Linked DNA regions of Triticum aestivum: region 1 is linked to region 2. A link is a contact called in public Hi-C data. All regions are on one chromosome and are shown on one strand. Each heading gives the region's core, a stretch centred on a gene start, on an enhancer-like site or on the middle of the called end of the contact. The rest is flanking DNA. Distances are from core to core; before and after follow the strand shown. Region 1 holds the start of LOC123059876. Region 2 holds the start of LOC123059872 (alpha-ketoglutarate-dependent dioxygenase alkB).

Region 1 (3,418 bases), core at 916-3,415, 200 kb before region 2:
GGGAACATCTGTACACCGCGCTCCCGCTCTACAAGGTATGAGTGGATCAACTAAGGAGATTCAGGCGTAATGTAAACTGAAAAACGCAGAGCAGAGGAGTGGAGGGATTCCGGGATCGTACCTTCCGGGGCCTCTTGGCAGATCTACTTGGTGGACTACCACCATCCATGGCACTCCCCTGCTTTCCGTTACTGCTGGGATTAGCATGCGCAGCAGGATTGGAACCCATGGCCCCGTGAAGATGGTTTGTACCTGCAGATTGAGCTGATGTCTCTAACGCTACAACAATGGACAAGCTGGCAGGACCTGCTGAAACCGGATGCTGGTTATTTTGATCATTGTCGGTAGCAGGCAGATTGGCTAGAGCATCAGTATTTGTATCAGAATCAGCACATTCTCCGCCTTCAACAATGTTACCATTTCCATTATTAAGCACAGGAGCATAGACAGACTCTTCTAGACGACGTACCTATATGAATGAGAATACGCGTAAAGTTACTGACTGTAGCAATCATTATATGCAACTTAAAAAAAGAAAAATACTTCTGAAAGAGGTCACTCAAATGTAATTGCGTGTAAGTAATAAACTTGACCGGTCAAAATTTGGTGAATAAATGCTACTCATTGGATGGATGTGGGTTACAAGACTGGTAATGCTTGTAGCAGCATAGAGCATGCCGTTATTTTGAACAAGGCATATGTCACATAATAACGAATAGTGCACAACAACAACAAAGCCTTTCAGTCCCAAACAAGTTGGGGTAGGCTAGAGTTAAAACCCATCAGATCTTGAAACCCAAAATAATGAATGGTGTGTTTCAAATAAATAGTGTATCACAATTTGATTGCAGAATTTAGTGCATGGGTAATTACCAGCAAGCTACCAAAGGGATGCGAAGCTACCCATTTGTTATGCGCTGTACTGACAACGCGCAAGCGTGGAAAGCCGTTTGGTACTTGGAATTCAGCATGTTTCACATGATCAATGAAAATGACCTGCATTTCAAGGAAATAAATTTATAAATAAACAAGCAACATCAGCACATTCAAACAGTTTGTAATTTCCATAAGTGCGGTCGGAATGTTTCTTACGCTCAGAATGTGCACACAGCCCTTGAGAAGAACAAAGGGTGCATCGGATTCCTTGAACTCCATGAGTCCTTTGAGGAGATAGTCAGCAACGAAACCGCACCAGTCCATCTGTTTGAGGTTACCAACCTTCTGAGCAGCTCCGAGCAAGGACCGGTTGACAAGCATGGTTGTATTTGGCGCTAGATAAATCGCGAGTATCACCATCATGAAGGCTGTACAGAAGGGTTCCTCCTCGGTTATGCCACACATTTCTTCGGCCAGTTCCTTTGCCTTCCTCACTTTAGTAGAAGAGAAGTGACTGTAGGGAGACTGCACGACTGGGATGGGGCCTGAAGGGATCCCAAGGATAGACTTGACGAGCGGCCTGACCGGAATCGACACGCCGCCTTCAAACTCGAGCGCCTCGGTCTCACAACTGAACCTGCCAACCAGCCACAAGGTAAGGGCCTTGTTAATCTCGAAGTCTGCCATGGACAGCAGGCTCCCAAACCCGATTTTTCTGACGAAGCCCTTCTGCTCCTCGCTGAGAAGCCCCACAATCTGCGGGATGAGGTGCGGGGAACATCTGTACGACGCCGTCCCGCTCTGCAAGGCATGGGCGGATTCAGCTGAGGAGACGCGGATGTAATATGAATGAACTGAATGAGTAAAGCAGAGCAGAGGAGTTCGTACCCAGCCCTTCGGGAGAAGAGCAGAGGACTTCTTGGCAGATCTGCTTGGTGGATTGCCACCGCCCACGGCATCCCCCCGCTTTCCGGTCCTGCTGGGATTGGAACGCGCAGCAGGACTGGAACCCATGGCCGTGTGGCTAGGGTTTCAGAGGGAGACGGTGACCAGCCCAATAGGCGGGGAAATCGATCAGAAAAGGAGCAGATTCTTGCTACCAGTTAGTGGATCCGCCGTCTGGCGGGCATGCGCGAGCTGCGGTGCCGGTCGCCGGCGGGGTGCGCCGGCTGGAGTGGAGCGGCGGCGGCGGCGGCGGCGGCGGGGTTGTGGGGAAAGAGGAGAAAGGGGGGAAGAAGAGCGAAGCCAAAAAAATGCCAATGCCTCGAAATATTTGGGCGACGCTCTCTGGCGCGAGCCACCAATCGGTCAGCTTCGGCAAAGTAGGATTAGGCCAACCACAGCCGTTGGATCTCGGCGCTGGCTCCTAGGTGGTCCTGGTTGCCCTAGCATATCCTGGTTCCACTCCACCCGCTAGCACGGAAAAACGCGCGTGTCTCGCGCGCCGCAGCGTTATCCATGCTTGTAATGTCTGCGTCCCCGCTTCCCGTCGTGCTCATGGCTGTGTCGCTCGACGTTCGCCAGATAAGCCGTCATCGGTTGCAGCATGACCTGCCACCGGTCGCAACCTCGCCATAGTCGGTTTTAGTGTGGCGCGCCACCGATCACAACCCACGGCCGACGACCCATGATCTGTCGTGTTGCCGCCATCCCTAGGTGCTTGCAACATTGTCCTCATCGTTAGTCACATCGGCGCTGCTCGTAGCATCTGGTGGCCGGAGTTGCAGCACGCGCTCCCCCGTCTTGTCGTCACATATCGTCTTGCAGCGTTGTCACTTTCGGCTGCTCGCAGCATCATCATGTCCCCTGGCAGTATCGATCGTCGTCATGTCTCGTGGTAACACTGTCACAACCGACCGCGTAGCACCCGCCAGTCATGTTTGCAACATCATCGACTCAGAGTTCAAGCATTGTAGCTCACTAGTTCCAGCAATCCACCCATATGCTATCGTTGGCTCGCCGTCAGCAATTACAACATTGTCCGCATGCCATAGAAGCACGTTTGTGCACCTTCCAAGTTCCAAGTGATGAGTGGTATTTTTGCGCTTATTATACCATTGTTTAAACCGAATAATCCCAAAATTTTCGAGAAAAGCACTCCGACATGACTAATGAATGTGAGAGATCGTGAAATCCTTGTTTTTAATATGCTTCCGCAAAAAAGAAGGGCCTAAGTATGGAAAGGAATCATCACTTAGGAGGAAACAAGAAGAATAGAGGAAGAAATGAAGGAATTGAAGGTGCGGGAAATGCACCAGAGTGCAAGACGACCTTTGGTACGAGCGCACGCGCTCATACCAGTCGTCGTCGACTTCAGGAGGTCCAACCACCCAACCTTTATAAAAGGGCCTACACCAGAATCGCAATAGAGAGAGAACACCATTCATGAAACAGGGCACCATAACCATCTTCCAACCCTAGATGCCACCATTTTCCCATCTTATTTCCATAGTTGTAGCCACCATCATCACCACAACAATCCTCTCTCCATGTTAGTCATACTTGTACTCATGTATCACACTTGGCAACTACTGTAAGACAC
Region 2 (3,242 bases), core at 552-3,051:
AGTTTCATGGCTGAGTACGAGAATAAGTTACATCATGATATTAGCGTATGATGTATGCACACTGGGATTAGTTGCATAATGATTTCAGAGATCATCATGCTTAAAAATAGCTTTCAAGGAAGAACTATCATAAGCAAACAAAGCTCCTTAAGTAATAAAACTTGTTATGCGCTAACATGGAATTATGAATTCATCATCATCATAATATGATTATAATGAATTGGGCTTGTTTGTCACAACTGCAGAAAAATTTGAAGAAAATTATGCCTGCTGGTTTATTCATATTCATATGTAAAGCATCAAATTTTAATACCATCACAAGCTAAAAGAATTAAATTCAAGAAAAATGAAAATAAAGACACATTCATTGTACATACATACTTTTGACCAATCAAATTGCAAGCCAAGGGTGCTCCACCGGAGCTTGCGCACAAGAGCAGCTGCCATGGTCGACTTAGGTCTTTCCTCCTTTTGGATCTCTGAGCCATCCACAAATTTGAATTTACCCGGATGTGCATTTTCCCCAACATTATTCTGCTCAATTCTTTCTTGGCCATTGGAACTTTGCACTTCAACCAAAATCTTTTGGTTTTTAGCAGCGATGAACAAGTCAGAAATTGGACCGTATGTAGCAGTCAAGTTAGTTCTATTAGGAGGCTGTGGGAATGTTTTCAAGCTTTCCCTGATCCAATAGCATTGTTCCTCAGTTGATAGAGCACCAGGGATGAAATAGAATCCTACAAAAATTGAGGCGCGAAGGGTATTATCAGTACTATTTCACAAACGAACATTATAATGAGATTACGATGATTGATGGATATTAGGTGTGACGATCAAGTGTTGGAACCTGAAATGTTGACATAAATAGGCAAGCAAAACCCTAATTACTCAAAAGTTATGATGCCATTCGTCCTCCTTTTTGGATACACATATACAGATATACTCATGATGAAGAACTTGCTGACATAATAGTTCAGGCATAGCATATGTTCCACATAGGAGGGGTTAAGGGAAATCATGAGTTCCATATGAAAATTTGACATTCTCTGCCGCTCATGTTTGGGACAAAGTTAGCATTAATGTGAAAATTGCACAAGCACTGGAATAAACAATTACTCCCTCCGTCCCATAATATAGTTGTTATATTACGGGACGGAGGGAGTAAGAAATAATTTTATGACCCAAAACCAGAATCAGGAAGAAATTTTGTAAGTTGCCGCTGTTCAAATGCAATGTCCTGACTTGCAAATTTGTAAGAACAGAAATCCAAACTGGATCAAGAATAATCGTAAGTATCGAAAACAAAGCAATATTGGGAGAAATTGTGGAGTTACCCGGCCGGTCGAGGAAGCAGAACACGGGCAGGTGGAAGCCGGCGCGGTCGCACCTCCGGATCCCGGCGGGCAGCTCGCCTTCTCCGGCAGCAAGCAGCGCGTGGAAGTCGACCACCGCGGACAGGTCCCCGCCGCCGCCAAACCCACCACCACCGGCTTGCTTGCCCCTGTAGCGCTTGAAAAGTCAGGGTTCTGCTATGCTGTTTCCGCACAGAGATGGCAGAGAGACAGGGAGAGAGAGAGACCTGGATTTCGACCTGCCCTTGCGACTGGGTGGCTTGTAGAGCTTGTACTGCTTCTCGGCCCGCCGGAACGCCGTGCGCTCCGCGGCGCCGCCGGGCTCCGTTTCCGCGTACATCGCCGGCAAGTGTGGCGCCGCCGCCGCCGCCGCCGTTCTCGCTGTATTCTCTCGTTTTTCCCCTTCGGACGGTGGTCTTGGTCCAGGGAAGTTAATGCGCCGAACCAGTTTCGGTCCAGGTTTGTGTCTCCCTCCTCGACTGGGCCAGGAACTGTACACAGAACCAGGCCCGGCCCAGGTTTGATGGCTGACGTGGATAAATTAGAAGGTCCGTCTCAGGAGACCGAAGTAGTTAATCAACCAGATCGATCGCTCTAGGTTTTCATCACCGCCGGCGACTCTTGGCAAGGGCGTGCGCGGTATGGCTGCCGCCGGAGGGCCGCCGGAAAGACCATCCCCGAGGGCCATCTTGGGCGACCTGCAGACATGCACCACTGAGCCCGCTATCGGAACAGGAACGGCAGAGACGAAAGACTCTGCTGCCGAGTTCAACCAGAAAGAGGTTGACGACAATGCCGGCGATGGGTACCATGGCATCGGCGATGAAGGCGTCGGGGGCGACAATGATCGAAGCGGGCTCCATCGCATCGGCAATGACGGCGTCATCGTGAACGACAGCGGCGATGATGATGACGACGACGACCGCAGGAGCAGCTAGCGAGTATGATGATGTCGACAATGGGGGGTTCTACAGACCGCAGGACATGGCCAACTACATCAGCGAGGAGACGGCGATAGCTGTGACGAGAGGGACTATCCACCACCCGGTCACATGATCGACTACAACGGAGACAGCAAAAACCTGAACTTAGCCTACTCCTTTTCTAAGTACCGGGTGGAGCTCTTCACCGTGCGCCCTCGTTTCCACTTCACGGGGTCCTTTGCCGCCACCGACGGCTTTGGTTGCCACATCTGGTCCTCGCAAAGAGGAGACATCGTCGATCCACAGAACAATCTGATACTCGAGTCGAGGAGCGCCCTGACGGACACCTTCTGGGTCAAAATCAAGATCCCGGGGGACAACGGCGAAACCAATGATCACGACAATGGAAACTTCTCGTTCACGGTGAACCTGTACGCGTGCAACAAAGTCATAGACACGGCCGCAAGATAGACATGACCTTCATGGCGCTGCACAAGGCTATATAGGCCAACGTGTACGTCAACCTTGATCTCGCGCCTCCCGGCCGGTGCCACTGGGACTGGCACCGTCTACCATGTCTATGGCGAGATCACCGCGCACCACGAACTCTACGACGGTGAGAGTGTCGTGCTCTTTTCTCGTGGAGAAGAGAACAAGGAGGAGGTCATCGATGGCGAGCTCCCGCTATCGCGGAAGTGTGTGGCTGTTCCGATATACATGGAGCCGCTCCTGATACTCTACCTGGACCTGCACGTTGCAACTCACTATGATCGTGATGACGAGGGTCACACCATCGCCTTTCGAGATTATATTACCTTTTACCCTGATCAATATGTAAAAAGAATCTGCAATGCCGACCATGGTAAAGTTAAAGTGCAGATTTCATACCAGTAGTTGGGTGCACAAAGATGTAAACTGAACTGAAGTTCTATAATTATGTATGGAGATGTCCTCACAAATCCCAAGG

Evidence for each region. A called contact is a pair of places that touch in the nucleus more often than the background predicts.
Region 1: a contact with region 2 is called in a Hi-C map of leaf, with 4 times the contacts expected there. The contact joins the promoter of LOC123059876 here to the promoter of LOC123059872 in region 2. A contact is called at or near these places in 2 of 5 Hi-C or Micro-C datasets (both in leaf).

The regions. Positions count from the first base shown.
Region 1 is chr3A:15,580,181-15,583,598 of IWGSC CS RefSeq v2.1, reverse strand. LOC123059876 reads right to left here and starts at 2,165. Exons shown (of 10, transcript XM_044482409.1): 1 at 1,765-2,165; 2 at 1,093-1,677; 3 at 874-996; 4 at 122-469; 5 at 1-28. The coding sequence starts at 1,890.
Region 2 is chr3A:15,377,651-15,380,892 of IWGSC CS RefSeq v2.1, reverse strand. It overlaps LOC123059872 (alpha-ketoglutarate-dependent dioxygenase alkB), which reads right to left and starts at 1,801. Exons shown (of 7, transcript XM_044482406.1): 1 at 1,580-1,801; 2 at 1,335-1,501; 3 at 382-737. The coding sequence starts at 1,692. It overlaps LOC123059873 (transcription factor BHLH6), which reads right to left. Exons shown (of 5, transcript XM_044482407.1): 5 at 3,185-3,242.